2 separate regions of the Siniperca chuatsi genome follow, and region 2 is linked to region 1. A link is a contact called in public Hi-C data. All regions are on one chromosome and are shown on one strand. The core of a region is the stretch at or near the end of the contact, and the rest is flanking DNA. Distances in the headings are between cores, read along the strand shown.

The links. Hi-C and Micro-C count contacts between places; a contact is called where the count stands out from the background.
Region 2: a contact with region 1 is called in a Hi-C map of an unstated tissue, with 4 times the contacts expected there. The contact joins the promoter of rreb1a here to the enhancer-like site in region 1. A contact is called at or near these places in 3 of 3 Hi-C or Micro-C datasets (liver, skeletal muscle and an unstated tissue).

What each region holds. Positions count from the first base shown.
Region 1 is chrLG19:24,920,656-24,926,771 of ASM2008510v1, forward strand. All of the region lies in intron 7 of rreb1a (ras-responsive element-binding protein 1), which reads right to left. The region is part of intron 2 of LOC122866462 (NLR family CARD domain-containing protein 3-like); the gene reads right to left. Among protein-coding and RNA genes, the nearest start is that of LOC122866465, 28 kb to the left of the region's middle. Within about 2 kb of position 1,641, the one cell type or tissue checked has an H3K27ac peak away from gene starts, as active enhancers do. A contact at or near this core is called in liver, where this site is marked.
Region 2 is chrLG19:24,976,168-24,982,439 of ASM2008510v1, forward strand. It overlaps rreb1a (ras-responsive element-binding protein 1), which reads right to left and starts at 4,407. Exons shown (of 20, transcript XM_044176129.1): 1 at 2,954-4,407. The region is part of intron 2 of LOC122866462 (NLR family CARD domain-containing protein 3-like); the gene reads right to left. LOC122866533 (a long non-coding RNA gene) reads left to right here and starts at 5,600. Exons shown (of 2, transcript XR_006375741.1): 1 at 5,600-6,052.

The sequences.
Region 1 (6,116 bases), core at 391-2,890:
ACAAACAGACACACACACACTGCCTGTAATGATCTTTAAGTATGTGCAATTATCACATAATTACACACAGAGCAGTGTGACAACCTTATAAGGCCGGCGGAGAGAGGAAGAAGCCCTGAGGTCACAGCAGGAAGTTGTCGCTCTCTCGTTGCCGTGACAACAATATCGCAGATAGGCCATTGGCTGACATCCCCATGGACGCAGAGAACTTTACACTTCAAATTCACATTGTCACTGATCCGTTTCTAACGTTTTCAGGCTTCTTGAGCATCATCGTCCACTCGATTCAAACAGCTGATTTGGTTATTTGTTTTCATTCATGTATTTTTTTTTTTAAGGAGGTAAGAAAAAGAGACGGAGGAGGAGAGCGGAGGAGGAGAGTGGAGGAGAGCGGAGGAGGAGAACGACAAGGAGAGAGGATGATGTGTAACGTCAGGGAAGCACAAAGAGAAAAAAATGTTTGGAAATATCTGTTAAAACACTCTGATGCATATATTTCCATATATTTGAAGGAGACATTTTGTTTCTGCACACCGGGCTGCAGAAGAGGAGGAGGACGGAGATCCCTCCTCCTCCTCCTCCTCCCCCCCGGGTCAGTTTCTCCTTCAGCTGTGTTTTCTCAAAGGTCAGTTGGTGTTGCTCGATTTGAAAGACGTGTGTGTGTTTTTTGCTTCATACCTGTAAATGTGACGAACGAGTGTTTGAGAGATTGTGTGTGTTCTGGGTGAAGTGTTACCAGAAGCGTGAGAAAGTGTGCAGGCTGTTAGCATGTTTTGCTATTTTAGTGTGTGTGTGTGTGTGTGTGTGTGTTCAAAGGTCATCCAGCTAGCTAGCATGTGGCGGTAGCAAAGGTGTCAGTTTACACAAGTTCATAGAGGAGAGGAAGAAAGGAAAGGACAGGAGAGGAGGAACCGAAAGAAAGTAGAGGAAGAAAGGAAGGACAGTAAAGGAAACAAGGAAAGTAGAGAAAGACAGGAAGGAAAGGAAGGAAAGTAAAGGAAACAAGGAAAGTAGAGGAAGACAGGAAGGAAAGTAAAAGAAACAAGGAAAGTAGAGAAAGACAGGAAGGAAAGGAAGGAAAGTAAAGGAAACAAGGAAAGTAGAGAAAGACAGGAAGGAAAGGAGAAAGGAGAGGAGGAAAGGAGGATATAGGAGAAAACAGGAGAGAAGGTGGTGGAAAGGAAAGGAGAGGAGAGGAGAGGAAACGAAGACAAGATGAGAAGAGATTAGAAAGGAGAGGAAGAGGACAGCCGAGGAGGTGAGGAAAAGGGGAAGGAAACAAGGAGAGGGGAGGGAGAGAGGAAAGAAAGGGAAAGGAGAGAGGAGTAGAAGGAGAGGAGACAAAGTGAGGACAGTGAAGGAAGGAAAGGAGGAGAGGAGAAAGGAGGATATAGGAGATTAAGGGAACAGGGGAGAAGGTGGTGGGATTGGATGTTATAATCTATTAATAGGACCCGACAGGCAGCAGGCTGGACGCCCATAAGAGGTCCTGACAGAGTGACGGAGTCAGCAGATCTGGGACCAGCTGACAGGAAGTTGTTTATTAACCAATCGGGTCAGTGAAGGGAAACAGAGAGGAGGCGGAACAACAAGAGAGCAAAGTCTTCTCGGCCCAAACTGTACTGTGACCCCCGAACCGACCAATCAGAGAGCAGGAAACATGCAGAGTCAGCAGAGACACAATCCTGCTGCTGTGTGTGTGTGTGTGTGTGTGTGTGTGTGTGTGTGTGTGTGTGTGAGACGTCTGAGTCGCCAACAGCTGCTCAACTCAACATATCAGAGTACACACACACACACACACACACACACACACACACACACACACACACACACACAGAAAACACAACAGATAAATTTAGACAAAACACTTTACATGCTAAACATTGTACAAACATACTGTATATTGTATGTAGCAGCAGAAACAGCACGTGTACAGTACGAGTACTGGCTGTATTTATAAAAGCTGAATTCACCGAACTTCCAGTACCGACATTTTGAATCTGTTGCCGATCCAAGGCGGTGAGCGTGCATGAGAAATAAAATGCATTTAAAAATACTACTTTTATAGCTTTTATTTGTCAGGAACCGAGTCCAAAGAATATTTATCTCGTACAGAGAGAAGAGATGCTTTGTACCACACACAAACACATAGCAGCACTAATGAATCGTTATCAAACGCGTGACAATTTTATCGGATGCAGTATTTAGATAAAATCATCAACCATAATATTATATTATATTATATTATATTATATTATAAGAGCCAGTAGCGGCAGAAGTAGCAGTACTGATACACGCAGCCCTGCAGCCGAAATACTCTTATTATTATTATTATTATTATTAGTGGTAATAGTTGTGCCAGTAGCAGTAAAACAATATAAAAGAAGCAGTAAAAAGTGAAAGAGGAGCAGCAGTATTAATACAGCAGTACCGGTTGCAGTGTTTTCATGACTTTGTAAGGGACTCGGGGGCAAAGAGGAGCCGCGGGCCCCTACGCAGTCCTCCCGTGCTGGAACACAAACCTGCACCAGGCTTGTTGTGTGTCAATTTGTTTGTGGTAATTTGGCAAAACCACAAATGTGTTCAGGAATATGCAGCGTGTTGGCACAAAATAAACTTCATGAGGGTTTGAAAACTAGATTTGACACTTTGCCCCTGCGCTGTATATTTCCTGGAGTTTAATGGAAGCAGAAATTCACCACTACTGCAATCCTACAGTAGAAGTACTAACAGTAGCAAAAACAGTAACACAATGTACTAGTGTGACCCTCCTCCTCCTCCTCCTCCTCCTCCTCCTCGTCGTCTGACTGCCTGCAGTTCCTCTACATCACCACGGGGGGCGCTGTTGATCAGTCAGAGCTCACTTTTCACACTCTAACACATGCATCTGTGCACATATCAGTGTGTGAGTCAAACAACACAGACAACAGTTTGTACCCTCAGGAGGGAAAGAAGAAGACGACGAAGAGGAGGAAGGGAAGGAGAGATGTCTAACTTTAAATGGCCTGCGCTTTCCCTCAGAGGGGGAGAGGACGGAGGGAAAAGGAAAGAAGGAAGGAACGAAGGATTGAGGTCGTGGCAGAAGGATGAACTCAACTTTCTCAGACGGAAACGTCTCTTCCTCTGCTCGGCTCAAACATGCAGCAGCCTCCGAGAGCCAATCGCGGCTCGGCACACCGCTGCCAGCCCATAATAGGCTAATGGGATGCCTCGCCATGGCAACCAGGCCCAACGGCCTCACAACAGAGCAGACAGAGGGCCGAGAGAGGACGACTCATGTGATGCTGCTCTCTGGTTATCTCCGTCTGTGCTTCACTTTTTTCACTTTGTAAACTGAGAAATCAACAGCGAGAGTTTTTACTCTGCGTCTGAAGGTTTCTGTCGACGACGTGAAGACCAACTGTCGGTAGCTGACTAAGGATTTTATCCAAATTTAGCCTCAAACAGACGTCCGTTTTCATATTTAGCCTCACAAAACCTGGACAAAGTGTAACAAACACAAATGATGGCAACGGTTTATTTTACAGGTTTGTAAAATCCTAATAACCTCCCTACAAAGAACTACGCAACCTGGTATCAATTAAAGGGGAAATAGGAGCTTCTTCGAAAAAATCTAAATATTTATTACATATTAATTTATTGCTGTTAACTTTATTCTCCATATATGCTGCATAGTAACGCATGCCTGTGGAAAATGTGACATTTTTTGCACGTTCAGCTCATCTGCTGTGACTTTCGACGTTACTCTGGGAATTAGCTGAAATTATAATTGGTGCCACATTACTTTCTTTCTACCATCAGTTTTTTCTATCCAACTTAAAAAAAGGAAGGATGTTTTTTAGCTTTTAATCACAGCTGTACTTTCTGGCATACAACTGTCTAATAAAGCATATTTACCTGCTACTAATTTACATTTTAAAGATGTGTCTGATTAAATATGGGCTGATATTTGCTTACAGCAGATATACTGGTGTTGTTGTTGCAGGAAGTTTGCAGTAACTTAGAAACAGTTCGTCCATCGGTTCATGTTTTCATGTTAAAACCAGCTGATACGCTATTATTGGATTTTTTTAAACTCTCAAATATGAATTAAATCATTTGATTGACTGCAAGTAAGTTAAGTTTGGGAATGTGCGCTGCCGACACACAACATCGAGCCAAACATCCGTCCTGTGTCGAAACTTACATGCTGCATATTTCCTGAATGCGTGTTTAACCAAATGACCACTAACAGGTTGGTGAGCTTCAGCTGCTTCAACACGACGTTTTCTAAAACTCTGAATAAAGTTGATGTTTGGATGGAAAAAGCATCATCATCATCACTTCCTCTCTGAGTTTTTCCTCTCTGCGAGCATGGATGACGCCTCCAGGCCTTTATGCAAAGAGAAAAAAGAAAAAACTAGTTTCACATTTCAGGGATGATCTGCTGCAAAATGGATTCCCCCGCTGTATGCGACAGATTTTTATTTTCGGCCTCTGTTTCCTCCCCTCGTTCTCCTGCTGCATCTGAAGTTTTTTTCATACTCCATTTTTCTAAATTTGTCTCCTTAATTGGCAACAAACCAGGATGGGAATTCATCACACATGGAGGTTCAAATCTTCTGTTTTCCCCTCCTTCTTTCCATCCATCACCTCCATCTAACTCTCATCTCTTTCCTTCTTTTTGTTCCTCTCCGCCGGTCTCCCCCTCTCCCTCCCCTCCCTCTTTCTCTCCGCCTGTTTGAAGACAGTCGAGTAGGAAAATCTCACGTTTCACATTTCAAAGGATGCTCTGCTGCAAAATGGATTCCTCCTCTCTCTCCCTCCTCCCTCTGCTTCTCTTTTCCACTCTCCATCCACACAGGCCGCCTCTTTATTTTCCTACAGCAGCATGTGAAATCAGGCCTCCGAGAGAGAGAGACAGAAAAAAGCGGCTCAACATGTGGAGCTCAAGTTAGACTTTCCTGTTTTCCTCCCTCTGTATTTCTCTGGTTTGTCTCTGGTTTGCATTGTAAATTAGCACTAAATACAAAAAGGTGCAGGGCTTCATCTGCCATGTTCACAGTATTTTTTTTTGTTCTCTTTTATAATACTCGCAGGATTCTGAGAAAATGACGCAACCATTTCCAGGGTGTGTTGATGGAAGTCAGCATCCAGATCGTCGGCAGCCTGCAGGAGGCCGTGTTATTCCCTCAGTGCGAGTTCGGTTTGTCAGGGGAGAGTCACGCTACTGCAGAGACCCACGACACCGGACCGCCAACTTTCGGCGGGAGTTAAAGCTGCAGCAGGTGAGATCAGGACGTGAAGCTGCTGTCTGAATCACGACAACAGATCCCGTCAGGAATCTGGTTCCTAGTCGGCAAAATCTCCGAATTCATAAAGCTAATGATTCTCTCATCAAACCTTTTCTCTCTCTCCTCACTCTTTAATAGCAAAGAGCAATGAAATCAGCTGAAACTGCGGCTCCGCTCGGCTTTACGGAGCGTTAGAGTCACTTTCAGCTCGCTGTTCGTCTGCTGCTGCTCTGGTTCGCTCTCAGCTCTCAGAGCGTCGCTTCCAGAGAAGAAGCAGCTGTAAAAAGCCTCTGAACGCTACCTGCTCAGCAGCCAACAGCAGTCAGAGAGCAGCTGCTGAACATAGCGGAGCATCTAGCAGCTAAAGAGCCAGATGTTTCCCTCAGCAGCTGCTGGAGACCAAACACAGAGCGGACGGAGAGAAGACCGGACTGACGTCCATCAGGAGACACAGACACGCCTCCTGATGAAGCGTCACGTGACTCTGACACGCCTCCCGATGAAGCGTCATGTGACTCTGACACACCTCCTGACGAAGCGTCGTGTCGCTCCGTAGCTGCTGGAGGCGGAAACAAGCTGCTGTTTGATCACGAGTTCAACATGTCAACTTAAAAGGTGAAGACATGTCAGTGTTCAGTTCACAACTTGTTTCTGCTGAAGACAAGTGGCCCAAAAATCTGTTACTGCAGGTTTAAAGAGACATGAATACAAAAAAGTAAATAATATTTTTATATAAATCAATTAATTAGTCTCTGTCAACTACAGATGATTTAAGTCTTGTTTTTGATGCCTTTATATACTGCGTGCTGAAGCCAAACACACTTTTCCGTTCAGTTCCTGCTA
Region 2 (6,272 bases), core at 3,157-5,656, 58 kb after region 1:
AAAACATATAAACACAGAAAAAAAAAGGTGTTCAAATTCAAATTTAGATCCAAATATGAGTGTTTTAGCAATAACTTTACGGGTAAAAATGCGTTTAAATTCACCGTGAAGTCACTTTAGAGCCGCAAACACATTTAAGTTAAAGAAAATACAATAAAAAGCACAATAAAGTCACCATAAACCTGCTGCCGGTGCTACAGACAACAGAAGAAGTTCGCCTAAAGAACTCTCCACTGAGTCCCGTGAGAAAACAGGGAGTTGCAGATAAAGTCACCATCACGCAGAATAAATACACTTTAAATCCCTGTAGAAGTATTACAGGAGCACCGGAGGTTAAGAGGTCACCACGAAGTGCTTTAAAGTCACCATGAAGTTTCCGAAATGCACTAAAATCCCAGTTTGATTATTAAAAAAGATGCTCTGACAGTAATAAGAAGTACCACAGAAAAGGTACGACGCACTCTTCTGAGCGCCGCAGGCTGCAGTTTTCCTGCAGGGATGATGGAGAAGAAAAATATATAAACGCCACGAAGTCTACGGTCACCGTGGCCGCACCTCCCGACGCCACGCAAACACGGAGAGAACGACAAAGTCACGACAAACCCGCCGCTGATATCACGCTTTAGGAAGCAGAAAAGTCACGGTGGATTTACACGAACACACCACATATCCTGCACACACACACACACACACAGTGAGAAAACCACACGAGTTGTAAATAATATAACTTCATACTAAAGTCACCATTAAGCAGAACAAATGCACTTTGAACCCACATGCAGGGGTGTTGTGGGAGAAACAGAAGATACCATTAAGTGGGGCAAAGATGTTCCCAAAATGCACTAAAAGTACTTGTTTTGATAGTAAAAAAAACTGCCATAAATGTGCCGTTTAACTGCCACTTGAAATCCCTACAAAATGGTTCAAAGATAACATAAAGTTTCCATAAGCTCACTATTTATTACTACAGATGCACTAAATGTCTAAAAATATGAGTGGAGTTTGGTGGATTTCCTTGCTTTAAACGGTTGGGAGGAGGAGGAGGGGGGGGAGAATCCCTAGCAACCATTATCTAAGCAGTTCAGGCCTGAGACAGAGGAGGAGACACTCTTCATCTCCCGAACCAGACCCCCGTCCATCAATCATTGACCCGGGATAACTGATAAAAGTCTCTCTGACGCCGTAAAACCACGTTGTGATGTGGAACGGCCCCGGATAGCATCCTCCGCCGCGTACCAACGCGGAAAACCCGACGACGAGGCCAACGGCTGAGTTAGCCGCCGAAAAAGTTAACAAAGTCGACGGTTTGAGGTCGACGACGGCTTCGAGTGTAAGAATAAGCAATGGGCGAGCGAATAAAATGAAAGTTAAAGCGGTGGGAGATGTCGAAAGAGAGAAGAGAGGGACTAAAGGAGGAGGAAGGGTGGGGGGACGGAGGAGGAGGAGGTGGTGGTGGTGGATGCAACAGGCGTCACGTCGATGCTGCTCGGCTGCGCGTAACCGGAGACGGTGGAAAAGTCTCCGAAACGCGGCGAAAAGTCGCCGAACAGCGACAGAAACCGCTGAACGTCGAGCGGCCCGGCGGCGCCGGGGGAGCCGCGGGGCGTTAGCGCGCCCCGGGGACGGACGCGGGGTCGGTTTCTCGCTAAATATGTCTGGGCAAGGTCACGGCAGCGGCGTACAGCTAGCCGCCGTTAGCTAGCGTGCGACCGGAAGAGACGCGGTCATCCCTTCAAATTAAAACGCACATCAGTTATTTAGGATTTTAAAATAACGCAAGATTAAAAACCTCTTAAGCATGTTGTGTTGGTCTCTATTGATTAACGTTAACATCTACATATAAGCATATACTTAGTCACCTTACTAAATAAGAGATTCATCTTTTTTTAGGGTGACTTATATCCACTTTGTACTTAATTTATCTCGCCTGTATTAAAGTGTTTTATATTCTGATTTGCTTAGTGCTTCTGTTCCTGTGTGCACTGATGTGGCAAAAGGGTTTCCCCTCAGGGATCAATAAAGTATTTCTGATCAACAGATAATGTGCACTGTTAAATGATCCAATAAGTAACTAAATAAGCATTTTACGACAGCCTGTGTGCAAATGCAGTTATCATCACCACTGTGAGGAAAAACATCAATGACCCATCACAAGACAAAAACACCTCACGTTTAAACTTTTTGCGTGCCAAAGCCGCATCCACAGCTGGAAAAGCTTCACCTTCAGATCTGACTCGCAGCACGTGAAGGGCCCAAAACGTCAGTAGTAGTAACTTCACTAAAACTATTTAAAAAAAAAAAAAAAAAAAAAAAAAGTTCACATTTCGCCCTGCTACTTTTCCCCCAATCAACAGGTGGTTTTATTTTGAAGGCGTCGACCGGAAGCGAGCCTGCTAGCTGCCGCGAGCTTGCCGGTGGTGTCTGGTAGCTTTACACATGGCCACTAGCAGCGAGGCTCGGACTAAAGTGCACCCGAGATATGGATGCTCGACTCCGGCGGCGAGCAGACTTTGAACCCCCAACCCCCCACCCACCCCACCCCTCCACACCACTCTGCCACCCTCCCCGCGGGGCAAAACCACCACATAACAGCCCGAAACGTGCACAAAGTTGCGCCAAAAGTGGGGGAAAAACAAGTTGTTGGTGATAATTAGCTGAAGTGCGGTGAATGAGGAAGAGCGCTGCGGCTGAATTCCACCGCTTGGATGCGCATCTAACTAGGAAGCAGCTCGGAGAGGAGAGCTGCCGTCTCCACATCTCAGCTTAAAACTTTTAAACAGCAGCAACAAGTCCAAACCCCCACCACCACCACCACCACCACCTACCCACCACCCTGTCCCCTCCACCCCCCGTGTCCCCCCTCCAACACGGCAAACCGAGACCCAACCGAGCGCACGGAGCCAGGAAAGCGGCGCGGCGCAGCGATGGAGAGGGTAGAAAAAGGCAGACTTACGCTTGACTTTGTTGGGGTTGGGCTGCTTGCGCCGAGACATCGTGGCGAGGATGACGATGGTGGTGGTGGGGGCGATGATGATGATGATGATGATGATGATGATGAACGGCGGTGATGGTGGATGATAAAGGGGATGAAGTAAAAAAAAAAAAAAAAAAAAAAAAAGAAGGGAGAGAGAGAGAGAGAGAGGCTGCAAACTTGCTCCGGAGAGGAGAGGAATCAAAATGGCGTTTCCGAAGGGATGTGCAAACTTGGACAAACTTTACTCCGGCTTCTCCTCCTCCTCCTCCTCCTCCCCACCCCTCCCTCCTCCACCTCCACCTCCTCTCTGCTTCTCTTCCTCTCTCCTCTCCCGGAGGAAAGAAAGAAAAAACAAAACGCGAGGAAAGGAGTTCGTCGATGAAGCGGAGGGGGGGTGAAAGTTGGTTTCTGCGCTGTATTTAGTTTTAATTCCTCCCCGGACTCCCGGCCGGCTCCCCCCTCTCTCTCTCTCGGCGTGTCTCTGCCTCTAAACCCGATAAGTAAAGCTCATCACGTGTCGTCTCTCCAGTCTCCAAGGGGACGTGGCCACCAAGCATCTCTCTCTTTACGCACACGTTACCGGATTACTTCTTCTGTGCTCCTCCCGGTAACGAGCCGTTAACGCATCACCTTTTAAAAGCAAGGACAGCTGTTAAACGTTTATTTACCTGCGCAGTGAACGCTTAAATTAAAGCTGCGCAGGAGTTAAAATGTAACTTTAAGCGTGTTTTAGCCTCCGCTTCTTCATCATCCGCCGCTCTCTCCGCACAAAAAAAGTTTTTTAACTTTTCTTTTAACTGTTTTTTTTTTACGCAGCCGAGCTACAGACGTGTGTTTTCTCAAATAAACGCTGAGTTTAAGGTGCAAAAAGCCACACACACACATACACACTGCACGGGCAGCTATCGCGAGATTTGAGGGTGAAGAAGCGTGGGGAGGAGGGGGGGAGACAGAGCGAGATATCGCGGGATTTTGGAGTGAAGAGAGGATGCCAGCCGTCGGCCTTTTGGGGTTGGAAGAAGCTGCCACTGTTTGTAGGGAGGTGCTGGGGGAGTAAGGAGCTTTCTTTTGAAGTTAATGATGAATTATTGGGTTTTAAAGTTAGAATCAGAGAAAAACAACAAGCTTAGTTTCACATCTCAGCGCCGGAAACTGAAGGACCTCTGCAGCTTTATGCCTTAAAAACAATAATGTGGTTGATAACTAAAAAGTAATTAGTCAATGCCACATGTTTGAATCTGGCACGCTTGAGTCTGCATGTGTGATGAAATGTTCTTTTTGTTAGCTTTATTGTAAAGTATAAACCTGCTGACAGGGCCACGTGTTGTTACACACACAAACATCTTCAAAAGTAAAGTTATCCTTTATTTATACGTAAAATGTAAATGTATTAATGCATATACGTATAAAATGTTCCAAATAAAAAGAAGTAATGCTTTGTGATTCCACCTTAAAGCCTCAGAAGCGAAGCCCGTGTCAACGGGCACATTTACTTTGTTTGTGTTTGAGATGTTTTTTTGAAAAGTTACGTGAATAGAAGTCTGAAAGGCCTCTGAATAACGTCACACACTTTTTGATCAGGCAGTGATGAGGATGTGGTGTGTGTGTGTGTGTGTGAGTGTGTGTTATGAAGATATAAATAACTCCAGCAGCAGCAGCAGCAGCAGCCCCGTCCCGTGCTCTCTGCTCTCAGGTCGGACTCAAACTTCAGGCAGCGAGGCTGGAAACTAAATTTAAACCGCCACCAAAGTTTCATTGTCAAATTTAGTGTGAGTCTCCTCGCTCGCTGCACGTCGAGTTCCTCTCCCACATTCCTGCCAGCCCTCCATCTCCAGATACAGACCCCTCCTCCCATCATCCCCCTGCCAGAGAGAGGAGCACACAGGCATCTCTCCTCCCATCACACCCCTCCTCCCCTGCAGGCGGCTGCAGCAGAGCAGGAAGAGGCTCTCGGGCTGGTTCGGCCTGTTGCTGATGAAGGAGAGGGAGGGAGGGAGGAGGGGCTGATGAGAGCTCTGGGTGTTACCGGGACTTTGGTTTGTGGCTGAATTACTTCAGAAAGTGCGTTCAGTTTTGTCTTTACCTCTTGCAGATTTTATACTTATACCCACCTGGTACTTGATTTATTTTCTGACCTGTTTTATAGTGTATCATATTGTTTGCTAGTGCTTTCTCCTGTCTGCACTGACGTGAAGGCGAGCTGCTGTAACAAAGAGTTTCCCTTCGGGGATCAATAAAGTGTTTCTGATTCTGATTCTGGTGCAGCCTTTTAGCTTTTACAATCAAAAGACTCGTCCCACATTCGGGGGAAAATAGCCTTATTTGCTTTCTTTGCAACAGTGAGATGAGAAGATGAGTTAAGCACAAAGGTGGTTAGCTTAGCTTAGCATAAATACTGGAGGCAGGGGGAAACAGCTAGCCTGGCTCTGATTTACCTTAAAACACACACCTATCGGCACCTCTGAAGCTGACTGATTAACGCGTTGTTTGTTGTGCTTTGAGCTAAATGATACTGTCAGCATGCTGTTTAGCAGTTTAGCATGTTAGCAACATTTGCTGATTAGCATTAAACAAAAAAAGTAAAGTAGCGCTGAGGCTGATGGGAATGTCATTAGTTTTGCAGGTATAAACCAAAGTGTTGCACAACTTAAAACTTGATGGTGACCCGATGGTGGAACAGAAGGTGTTACAGTTCATCCTCTGGGGAACGTGAACGGTCGTTTTCAAGTTTCATGATGATACGTCCGACAGTTGTCCAGACGTTTCACACATGACCTCGTGGTGGCGCTGGAGGGAACGTCAGAGGATCGCCAGCATGGCTGTCCATCCGGTAGTCGTGCAGTGGCCGACAGACCTGCAATCTGTGCTGCTGGCGCGGCAGAAAGCCAGTTTGTGGTCTTAGAGAGAGGGAAAGGCTGGAACTATTTATTGCTGAACATCAGTGTATCCCTCCGCCCAGTGCTTCGGAGCTATGGCCACCGCTGACAGCCTCCCTGCGACAACAAGACTTCAGGAAGCTACGGGTCACATTCCCGTCTGTGTACGGATTAAACGAACAGGACACAACGTGTTCATTAGGTAGGTGTGTTCTTGAACTTTGGACAGAGCCAGGCTAGCTGTTTCCCCCTGCTTCCAGTCTTTATGCTAAGCTAGGCTAATCACGTCCTGACTCCAACTCTGTACACGCGACACGACGCTGACCTCCACCTGTGGTACTCGATGCTCCGTAGAAACGCAGCTATCGTCTCTGGAGGTTTAGTGAAAGAATGGCTTCGTACAGGAGTGCAGAGTTTTGCCA